Regions from separate parts of the Hordeum vulgare genome. Here region 1 is linked to region 2. Evidence: chromatin contacts called from public Hi-C data. All regions are on one chromosome and are shown on one strand. The core of a region is the stretch at or near the end of the contact, and the rest is flanking DNA. Distances in the headings are between cores, read along the strand shown.

What was found. A called contact is a pair of places that touch in the nucleus more often than the background predicts.
Region 1: a contact with region 2 is called in a Hi-C map of leaf, with 2.8 times the contacts expected there. The contact joins two enhancer-like sites. A contact is called at or near these places in 3 of 6 Hi-C or Micro-C datasets (leaf and seedling).

What each region holds. Positions count from the first base shown.
Region 1 is chr2H:214,028,278-214,033,755 of MorexV3_pseudomolecules_assembly, reverse strand. No RefSeq gene overlaps it. Among protein-coding and RNA genes, the nearest start is that of LOC123429950, 7.8 kb to the right of the region's middle. Within about 2 kb of position 3,070, at least 3 of the 3 cell types and tissues checked have open chromatin away from gene starts, as enhancers often do. A contact at or near this core is called in leaf and seedling, where this site is marked.
Region 2 is chr2H:213,988,115-213,993,787 of MorexV3_pseudomolecules_assembly, reverse strand. No RefSeq gene overlaps it. Among protein-coding and RNA genes, the nearest start is that of LOC123429950, 32 kb to the left of the region's middle. Within about 2 kb of position 1,352, at least 3 of the 3 cell types and tissues checked have open chromatin away from gene starts, as enhancers often do. A contact at or near this core is called in leaf and seedling, where this site is marked.

The sequences.
Region 1 (5,478 bases), core at 1,821-4,320, 38 kb before region 2:
AATGTAACCTCATCATGAGGGTGCTGCAACCAACGAGTCCATGAGCTAGAACCCCTATCGTTGGAGCAACCGTTCTCGATGGTAACCGCAGTCTCCACGGTCACTGTGGTTGGTTGCCGCAAATTTCACTCGTCGTTGTTGCAAACACGAGCACCGGTTCGAGCACATGTTTACATAAACCAGCACATACTACAAACATGAGAGAAGCTGCAACCGACAACTTCAAATGCTACAACGAGTGTCCTAGTTAGCCTCAACCGAGGCCTTAAAAAGTTGCAAAAGAAAGAACGAAGAAGTTGGTGGCTGGGGAACTCCGAAAAATATGCGGCAACCAACAACCTAGAAATCTTCAACCAACGACAAGGAAAGTTTCAACATGATAATGGCAATCGCTGAGGGCGATCCAACACAACAAAATCTACAACTAGTGAGTTCTTTTGCTACCATCACCGGAGCAAAAAAAACTTGACATTGATGGTACATGAGAGGGTGCGGAGATGGCGAGGGAGAGGACGTGGGTGCTTCCATGCCTTGCCAGAGAACACACACGTGGGGTGGATGGGGTTGGCACATGCCACGCCAAACGAATCTGAACCCAAGACGCGAGCGAGAGCACGGAGAAGATGATGACGTGTGGGGGACCCAATGGCTCCTACATGCATGCATAGTCAACATTTACCAATCATTAGAACTCAGGGTCTTTCAAAAAAATAGGGTCCACTGACCAAACTATTTGCCCATTCAGGGTCACCACACATTCCTTTTTCCAAACACATTGCTAACCACTCCCAAGACATGACATTGCCAACTCATGACCTTGCCAACACATGATGGCATTTTCCCCCATATAGGGCTACCCTTTACCAACCCATGGCTATTGGTTGATCCCAACCCATTCCATCACACCACACAATACGTATTCAACATTTATGATGGCAACAAGTTTCAAGTACTTCTCGCTATCTTATACTAGTTTGAAAAACATGGCATGTTTAACCAAGACATGCATCTCATTCCTTAACATGGTGTAATTGTAGAAAAAGTGCAACTTGTTTGGTAATACTTGATGTTCTTCACATAAACAATCTTGGTAATTGATGAAGTTATTCCCATACACAAGCTTGATGAAGCTACTTTTCACCCTCCGAACAATTTATCGTATGAAGAGTACTCGTAAATAACCATACAAAACCATCTAACAAATAATAGTGTAGTGCATGGTGCTAGTTGAGATTGTGTTGTGAGATCATGTGTCCAGTGTCAACTCATAAAGTGTTTTGGAAAACAACATGGTGTTTGTCACTTGGAATAGATGTGACATAGGGGTTCACATGCAAGTTTTTAGTTTGAAGATGTTCATCACATAAGGAGTATGTAATGGATGGTTGCATTTGCCGAATTCAATCAAAAGAATCTTGCAACTAGAGTCAAGGTCTATGAAAATTTGTGTAACGGCCCAGGAGCATGTTTCCAAATCTTGTAACCATTTCCATATGTGAACCTTGTATGCCATGCCATCTTTTAGTTTGAGTTAATAAAAACTGGAGCTTGATGTCATTCACTTTGGCATCATGGCATCATGACATCCATTTCAATTTTTTGCATCATGTTTTGTTGAGTGTGAAATGTTGTGGTGATGTGCTTTGCATCTTGTGGTGTTTTTTGTTTGCTGATACTTCAAATTATTGCAATCAGTAAAACCCCTTCTCTCTTCTCATTTATTTCTATTTTCCCAAGTGTGCCTCCCTACCATATTTTATTGTCCACCATTGTCCTAAAACTCCTGTATTTTTCCATCAAACCCTCCTCCAAATTTCAGCCTTTTTAAGATTGTTTTGGTTGGATTCAAAAATGCCTCAAGTTTGAAATTAATTCAAACTTGATTTATTTTTATATCTCAAAAATGCCCAAAGCAATTTTGTTAAATAGAGTATATTTTCAGGGTCCTAAAAGTGTTTTTGTTCCAGCTAGACATTGCTGCAATTACCCGTGGGAATTTTCCTTTTATATCTTTGTTTTTTTAATAAAAAGGGAAAAAACCTAGGGTGAAAGAGAGGTCAGCGCTCGTGGGCTTCCTTCCCCTCGTTGGCCCAGGAGCAGGAGCAGCGCAGCGACATGACGAAGCCCATCTAGCCTCGTGTGGCCCGACCAGCCCTCCCGCACGACTTGTCATCCCCGGCCTTTGTACGTTAGCCATCCAGGAGGTCCATGTTGGTACCATCGTTGATTTGATGGCCGTATCATGTCCCTAGCGCCTATAAAACATGTCCCCGAGAAAGTCCTAGACCTACCTCCTTTGTTCCCTCCCTCACTTCGCCTCGCTGCCGCCAGGTGAGCTAGCCACGCTCACGCCAACGCCCTACCCGCCATGAACTTCCCGAGCTCGAGTTCCAGCATGGGGTGACCCCCCTCGTCATCCATCCGAAGACCTTGAGCCATGGGAAGGAGACCTCACAGAACCCTCTTCTTCCTCAACAATCCAGGGAAAGCCAAGGCCCAGATCAACGACGTTCCTGAGCCCTTCTTCCTCTCCTTCGCGAACCAATAGCATCGCCGCGCTCCGTCGTACCTCATGTTGTCTCCGACTCATCTCCAACCGCATCTTGATGTCCGACAAGCTCTAGGTGAGCCGCGTGTATGACCTTCCACTTACCATCACCGTTCGTTAGGTGTACGTCGTGCAGCGCCCGTGCCAACTCCGTGCGCTCCGCGCTCTGCAAGTACGCATTTTCTTTTGCATGGCCCCGCAGCCGCGTTGTGTGCCTCCGCTCTAGCTTGTGCATGCAACTTGCTCGCTTCATGCTTGCTGAGTCCCACAACACGCACCTCGCTAGCCTGCTAGCCCACCACCCCGCTTTGTCTCGCCGCAGCATGACCTCGAGATCGAGCGCCACTCCGCTCACCGCGTAGCCGCGTCCTACCACTCAGAATGGGATCCCCTATGTATTCCACAACCCCTCTGTAGTTCCTTCACCCCGATGGTCGCCAGAAGATTCGTCGGTGTCGTCGCCTGCTTCTCTGCCTTAGGTGGAAGAGGACCACCACGTGGGTCTGTTCATAAGGAATGGATCCCTTTTCCTAGCAAGCGCAGTAGAAGTAGTGTAGTGATAGCGCCCCTCTCCACCACCACGGGCGAACCGGGTTTGAATACTCCCGGGCACACCTTAATTCCACCTTCTTTCCTTCCTTGTAGAGGTACTAACAGGAGGCCCATAGACCCACTTGTCACCGTGTCATCACCTTAGTGTCACTACCAAGTGTCCATGGTGCTTTAATTCATTATTTTAACTTTTTAAATCTCATAAAGCCATTTAAGGAATTATTTCATTTCTGGTAGTTTCCATTTCAGTAAGTTTCCTGTTAGGGCAAGTCCAAATCTGGACAATTCCAAATATGGAAGTTCCTTTTTTGTCAACTACCATTTTAGGGAGGAGATGACTTGTTGCATTTGTAGCATTTTCTTAATATAGACATATGCCTATTATAGATGTTTTGGGGTATAAAAATCTACAGAATCCATGTGTGGAATTAGTTTTGTCATTTGAGCAAGTTTGTGTGCATGGTATTTTTTGCTAGGATGCCCTTTTGTCTATTTTGTGTGATTCAATCCATGCACCTTTTGGAATAGTTGTGAACATGAGATATGCACCTTAATTCCCCCTTCTTTCCTTCCTTGTAGAGGCACTAACAGTAGGCCCATGGACCCACTTGTCATCGTGTCATCACCTTAGTGTCACTACCAAGTGGCCCTGGTGCTTTAATTCATTATTTTAACTTTTTAAATCCCGTAAAGCCATTTAAGGAATTATTCCATTTCTGGTAGTTTCCATTTCAGTAAGTTTCCTGTTAGGGCAAGTCCAAATCTGGACAATTCCAAATATGGAAGGGTGTTTTCTGTCAACTACCATTTTAGGGAGGAGATGACTTATTGCATTTGTAGAATTTTCTTAATATAGACATATGCATATTATATATGTTTTGGGGTATGAAAATCTATAGAATCCATCTGTGGAATTAGTTTTGTCATTTGAGCAAGTTTGTGTGCATGGTATTTTTTGCTAGGATGCCCTTTTGTCTATTTTGTGTGATTCAATCCATGCACCTTTTGGAATAGTTGTGAACATGAGATATGCCCTTTGACATGTGTACTAGCCCTTGGTATTTTTGTTTGCCATGGAAATCCATGTCTAGTTGTTAGTTTCTTGCTACCAACATGTTATAAAAATATTGTTGTTTTGAAGGGAGAAGATATTTCTAAGTCTGAAAGTTTTATATATTGTTGCTATGTTGTCATGTGAATTTCCATTGATCTACAGATCCCTTGTGGTCATCCCCATGAAGTGTTTTGTAAACCATGTTATCCCATGTTATGTTGTGCCATTAGTTTCCAAGTATAGGTTTGGCATCATAGTTAATACTACTGTGTAACATGTCAATCTGATAAAACTGATGCTCCTTGAACCATGTTATTTTTTCCAAGTTTAAGAAACTGTTTATTTTAGATTGCCATCTTGGGTTGATGCTAGCCATGTTTTTGTGCATATTCTGATGATGCCCCATGTGGAGTTATTTGTGGTGCATCTCGTCCACTATCATGCAGTAGAATTTGATGCCATGATAGTCCCTGTAGCATATAGTTTTATTGTTGTCAATATGCCTTCAGGTTAACATTCATTGTGAAACCCTTTTATTTTCTCTAAGTACCATGTGAGCTTCCTACCATGTGACTCATGACTATTTTAACTGCGATTCCTCCCGATGAAATGAAATATATGCTACATACTACTGCCCATGACTGGTTTGTGCATTTTAGATTCATGTAGCTTGTGGTTTGGATGTGTGCAAAATGACATGTTGTTTTGGACAGATTACTTGCATAATTGTTCTGCACTTTGTGGGAGTTATACCCACTTTTTTCATGATCATTAGGTCCATTTCACCTAGAATTTCATTTCCAATCCAGTGGCATACTTAGGATACCTAGAAATTTCCCATAGCTTCTCTCAAATTCTGTTTTGCCATCATTTCCTTCTGTACCTTGTCGTGAGTGCCCCGAGAGATCCATAACTCCGATTGCAACGTTCTTCATATGCATTTGCATAATTTTCACATGAAGCATTCATTTTTTCCATGTGCATGCATAACAAAGTAATTAATCTTGTGGTTTTGTCCAGGAAGATAACAACTAAATAATCGCATGAGAAAGATGACTACTGTAGGATTGCCATGTTTCATTCACACCGTGATCATGCATCATAATTGTTTGAGCATTGTGTCTTGGTTGTGTGTTCATTGGATATTGTTATTTCTTTTGGGTAGCACAGGCTGGTGAGAACAAGTACGAGGAACCTGTTGAGGGCATTTCCGAAGAGCAAGAGTAATATCCCACTAAAGAAGCAGAAGGCCAGATGATGACCACCCTCGATATCGTTTCTAATTTTGTTATGCCTAGTTGTCTCGCTTCTATTGTTATGTCTC
Region 2 (5,673 bases), core at 103-2,602:
AAAAATGTTCTTTTTTCATAAATTGGTCGATATTTTAAGAAATGTTCTTGTTTTCACACTTTTATAAAAAAAGTTCCTGTTTAACATAAAATGTTTCTCTTTTTAGGATTTTGTTTAACAATTGAAAAGTTGTTCAAATTTGGTTCACCTATTATAAAAATGTTCAGTAATTTAAAAAACTGTTCTTTATATATTTAAATATATTTAGCTGTTCAAAAAATGTAAGTAAGTTGAAAAAATGTTCATGTTTCAAAAAGTGTACATAGGTTGAAAAAATGTTCCCGCTTCAAAAGTTGTATACAAAATTTATAAAATGTTTCTTTTTCAGAAATTTGTCACAATTTTCAAAAAATGCTCTTGTTTTCACATTTTTATAAAAAATGTTACTGTTATAAGAAAAATGTCTCTTTTCTAAAATTTGTTCACAAATTGAGAACTTGTTCCAATTTTTTTCACAAATTCTAAAAATGTTCAAGATTTTAAAATGTCTGAGAACTTTTAAAACTGTTCTACTTGTTCTAAATAATATTTTCCTTTTCAAAAAGTGTACGTCAGTTCAAAAAATGTCCGTGTTTCGAAAAGTGTACATAAGTTCAAAACAAACCCCCCTTCAAAACTTGTTTACATAATTCAAAAAAGTCTTTTTCATAAATTAGGCGAATTTTAAAAAAAAATGTTCTTTTTTTCACACTTTTATAAAAAATGTTCTTGTTTTACACAAAATGTTTCTCTTTTTCAAAATTTTGGTTATCAATTCTAAAAATTGAAAAGTTGTTCATGATTTAAAAAAGTTCAGGAATTTTATAAAATGTTCTCCATTTTCTAAAATATGTTTAACGTTTAAATCAAATGTACGTAAGTTCAAAAAAGTTCATGTTTCAAAAAGTATACATAAGTTTTATAAATGTTCCCGCTTCAAAAATTGTTTGTAAATATTTAAAAATGCATTTCTAAAAAAAGTCCTATGATTTAAGTTGCTCCTGTTTTCAAACTTGTTGTGTTTTAAGATTTTTGGAAATTCTTCAGAAATTCAAAAACAATTCCATTTATAATTTTTATGTGTAAATACAACAGATTTTTGGAATTTCTTCGAAAAGTTCATGTTTCAGAAAGTAAGAAAATTAAAACATAAAACCTTTTAGGAAAAAGAGGAACTGAAACACAAAAGAAAATAAAAAATAAGCCAAAAAAGATAAATGGAAAATAAATAAATAAAAAGCGGAGAAAAACGAGCTGGTTACCTGGGCCAGCCAGTCGCCTTGCTGGGGCCGGCGGCCCAGTTGCTTGCTTGTGCTAGGGAACCCTATTGGAAGCAGAATGCGTCCAATAGGAGGTCCCTCACGCGCATTCAGCGGCCTGAGGTGGCACGTAGTTGGGCCCAGCCTATGTGCTGGTCAGGGAACGGGCCATGGACATGAGGTTCCTAACATCCATGAACTGACTTGGCACTTGGCATCGGAAGCTCCTATACGGCGCTGCAGGCGCCGGTTCACGCTTCTGGCGCCTGCAGCGCCCCCGCTGGGCCGGCGCACGAAACATCTCTTGGCGCTCTGCTGTAGGTCCTTAAAAAATTTCATGATTTTTTAAAAACGTGAATTTTAAAACATACTCCCTCCGTTCCTAAATATAAGTCTTTCTAGAGATTTTATTAAAGAACTACATACGAATGTACGTAGACATACTTTAGAATATATATTCACTCATTTTGCTTTGCATGTAGTCACCTAGTGAAATCTCTTAAAAGACTTATATTTAGGAATGGAGGGAGTACATTAAAATTTCTTCGAATTAAAAATCATCTAATCTGATTTTCCAAAAGGATAATCATTATGCAAAAAATAAATGATTTTTACAATATGTTCATGAATTTTATAAAATTTTACATAATTAGATAAAAAATCATCGATTGTGAAAAGAAAAGTTCATCAACTTTTAAAAATAGTTTATTGATTTTTAAAAAAGTTCACAAATTTTAAAATATGTTCACCGATTTTCAAAAAAAGTTCACAGATTTCAAAAAAAGTTAATAAATTTCTAAAAATAGTTCATTGATTTTGAAATGTTCACGAATTTTAAAATATGTTCACTTATTTTGAAAAAAAGTTAATCAATTTCAAAAAAAGTTCATCGATTTTGGAAAAAGTTCACGAATTTTAAATTATGTCCATGATTTTTCAAAAATGTTCACCAAATTCGAAAAAGAGTTCATCAATTTGGAAACAAGTTCACAAATTAAAAAAGATTTCATCAAAGTTCCAAAATAATCAATTTAAAATAAAATACACATATTTCAAAAAGAAATCAACGAACCAGGATGAAAAGGAAAAGAGGAAAATGACTAAGAAAACATAAAATGGGAAAGTAGAGAATAAAGGAAATAAAAAGTTCACTTCTATCACATTGCTTTGGGGTGGCGGAGTGGTTACAACACTAAAATTTCTGTGAGAGGTCGCCGGTTCGAATCTCACCGTCGTTCAAATTTACAGGAAAAAACACTTAGATGGGCCGGCCCATCGCCGAAGCGCTGCACGCACCGGTTAGCACAAATTGCCTATAACCCATGCATGTGGTGCTAAATAGGATTTGCCCTTGGCATCGCTGGTTCAACTCATCTTTTCATTTTCGTAAAGATGTTATGTGATCAAACAATCAGGAAAGTTGACATGCTCATGCGCTAATGCATACACAATCGCTGACATAATTGCACGCGTATGATTATATTATTGATTTTTTTACGGGCAAACGTATGATTATCTTGTTGACGCGGCTTAGAGCATCATTAGTAGTGCCCTTAAATTCTTAAAACCTGAAACAAGTATAAGGGTTAAGAATTGGCATTTTTCGGCGCTTTTAAGGGTTGAAAAACAGGGACAAAGACTAGAACCCTCAAATTCAACCTTTATAACGGAATATTTTGTTATAAGGGTTGAATAGACTAGAACCCTCAAATTAAACCCTTATAACAGAATATTTCGTTATAAGGGTTGAATTTTAGGGTTCTAGTCTTTGCGGGAACCCCAACCCTTAAAACTGTCATTTGACATATCACAATTATCACAAGAAAAACACAATCAACCTTGAAACAAACTAGGAAATGAAAATCACCGATGCATGGTTTAATAGTTTACATCACAAAATCATCATCTTCTCCCTCTCATCGGCACCATTACCAAAAAGTTGGACCTCGGCGCCATCTCCTAGATCACTTCCACGTTCATCAAACACCTCCATTATCGTCGGTGTTGGAGTCCTCGACACCGCCATCGCCACCACCATTGATCGGAGTGTCACCTCGAAGAGTAGAGGACGCACCACGAAATATCCTCTTCCTCTCCGCGATGTCCTCCTTACACTTCTTCCACCACATCAATTGGTCTTCATCCATGTCCTTTTTGGACATCATCATGTGCTCCTTCTCTTCCACCATGAGTTCTTTTCATGCCTTTTCTTCTTTGACCTTGATCATCCTCTCCTCCAAGTCGGCCTTGCGCTTGGCTTCTTCACGCCATGCTTCCACTTGTGCAAGCTTCACCTCTTTCTTCTCGTTGATAAGAAGCTTTGTCTCCAATGTCTTCATTGTCAATGCCTCCCTTGACTTCATCATATGTTCCATCTTCTCCCTTATGCTTGACGCCTCTACTTCCATCTTCTTCCTTAGCTTATCCTTCTTGTTTACCTCGGCCTTGCACTCATTCCTTGCCTCCTCATCACTATCATCCATCCTAAGCATTGCCGACTTCTTGGGTGCGGTCTCTTGATCCCTCAACTTCCACTTGTCATAAGTTTGAAGAATTTTCCGCGTCTTGGAGAGGAGGAGCCCCGATGTCCACCTCCGCGTCTTGGAGAAGCCCCATGAACGACGTCGGCGGGGCGGGCATTCCGTCGAGCACCTCATGCACGATGGGTGGAGGGGCGGCGGCCGGGGCGGGCACGGGCGCCGGCTTCTTCCGGGAGGTGGTCTTCTTCACCTTCGGCCTCGCTGCCCCCTTCGGCCCAAGGGAGGGCTTCTTCTTCCGGGCCTTGGTGGCGGGCGACTGCGGCAGGGCGAGGGAGGCGGCGGCCGGGGCGATGACGTGCTGGCCAGCATGCCGCCTCTTAGCGCCGACGTGGGTGGCGGCCACCACCGACACCACCTGCGCCTGGCTCGAGACGGTCGGCTGCTGGGCCGGCGCGGGCTTTGCCGAGGCTGGGGCCGGGGGCGGGGCGACGGGCGGAGGGAGGGAGGAGGTGGGTGGGGCGAGGGAGGAGGCGGGCGGCGCCTCCATGGCGTGCGGCGGCCGACAGCAGCGAGGAGGCGGCGGCGAGAGGCGGGGATTTCCCTCCCGCGCGCCGACTGAAGGAGAAGGCGGCCGGGTCGAGGGTTGAGTGCGGGCTCGGGATGGGATCCTGTAACGACTAAGATGCAGCCCTTTCCTATTTTGGGGGCGATGTCCCAAAAGGGAAAGTGGCATATCTAAACGTTTCGCAAGCGAGATAATCATAACATTACATATTCAAAGAATGACAAGTAGGGTATCCACTTGCCATCTGACATAGTATAATATAAGGTTTACATCAACACAATTATTCAGACGAGTTAGTCCCGCTACGGACAACATGAAACAAGGAAAAGACTATGATATCCCGCATGCTGGCCCACGATCACGACCACGGCCTCAGTCCTCCGGATAGTTCACGTACAGTCGGTCGTTCTCCTCATCATACTGCCACGCCAGCTGCGTGCCATCAGGATCTCCTGCATCGGGTGTACCTGTACCTGTTGGGGTGTTGTAGTAAATTGTGAGCCTCGGGGACTCAGCAATCAGATGACCTTGGTACCAAAACTAGTCAAGTTATTAGGTGAGGAAGGTTCAGTGTATAGATTGCAGCATCCTAAGCTTATATGGTGGCTAACTTACGACGATCAGAGTATTTGATATGGTGGTCTATACGAGCGGTCGAAGACTAGGTGATCACTGAGTGATCTTGAACACCTACTTACGTCAAACATAACCCCACCATGTTCCCGACCGAAGAGAGGTCTTCGAAGGAGAAATTCATGGTTACGCACATGGTTGGCAGTTTTATTAGAGTTAATTCAAGTTATGTAGAACCGGATGTTAACAAATTATCCATGTTTGCCACATAACCACGGGCACGACTTTCCGAAAGATTAAACCCTGCAGGGGAGCTCCAACTAGTCCATCACAAACAGTCACGGACTGCAAAGTAATCCTCTATCACGAATCTCGTGATCTCGTCGGATTCCTTATAGGAAAACCTCAACTTTGAGGAGACCCAAAGTTTCACCAGGATTCCTATACACAAGATATATCGCTAAGGTAAGACGAACCTAGCAGGACCTCCCGTCGTGTCGACGACCCCGATAAGAGCCGCGTATCTCAGTCTCACGACATGACAGATGAGTCACACTACGGGTTATACCAAACCTCGGGTTGCCCCGTGGTGGCCCCATAATCTGCTCAATTTGGACCAACACTCATGAGGAGCACTGGCCCGGGTTGTTGATTAAATCCTCGGGGTAGCTATTCCCTATGCAAAATATTATTAGGTGATTAGCAAATTAAAACCAATGTTGGGTCCTGCCGGACAAGCCTTAACACTACACGATTTATCTAGGGGTCCCCATAACAACCCCGACTGTGTTAGGAGCGATCAGTTATGGAATCAAAC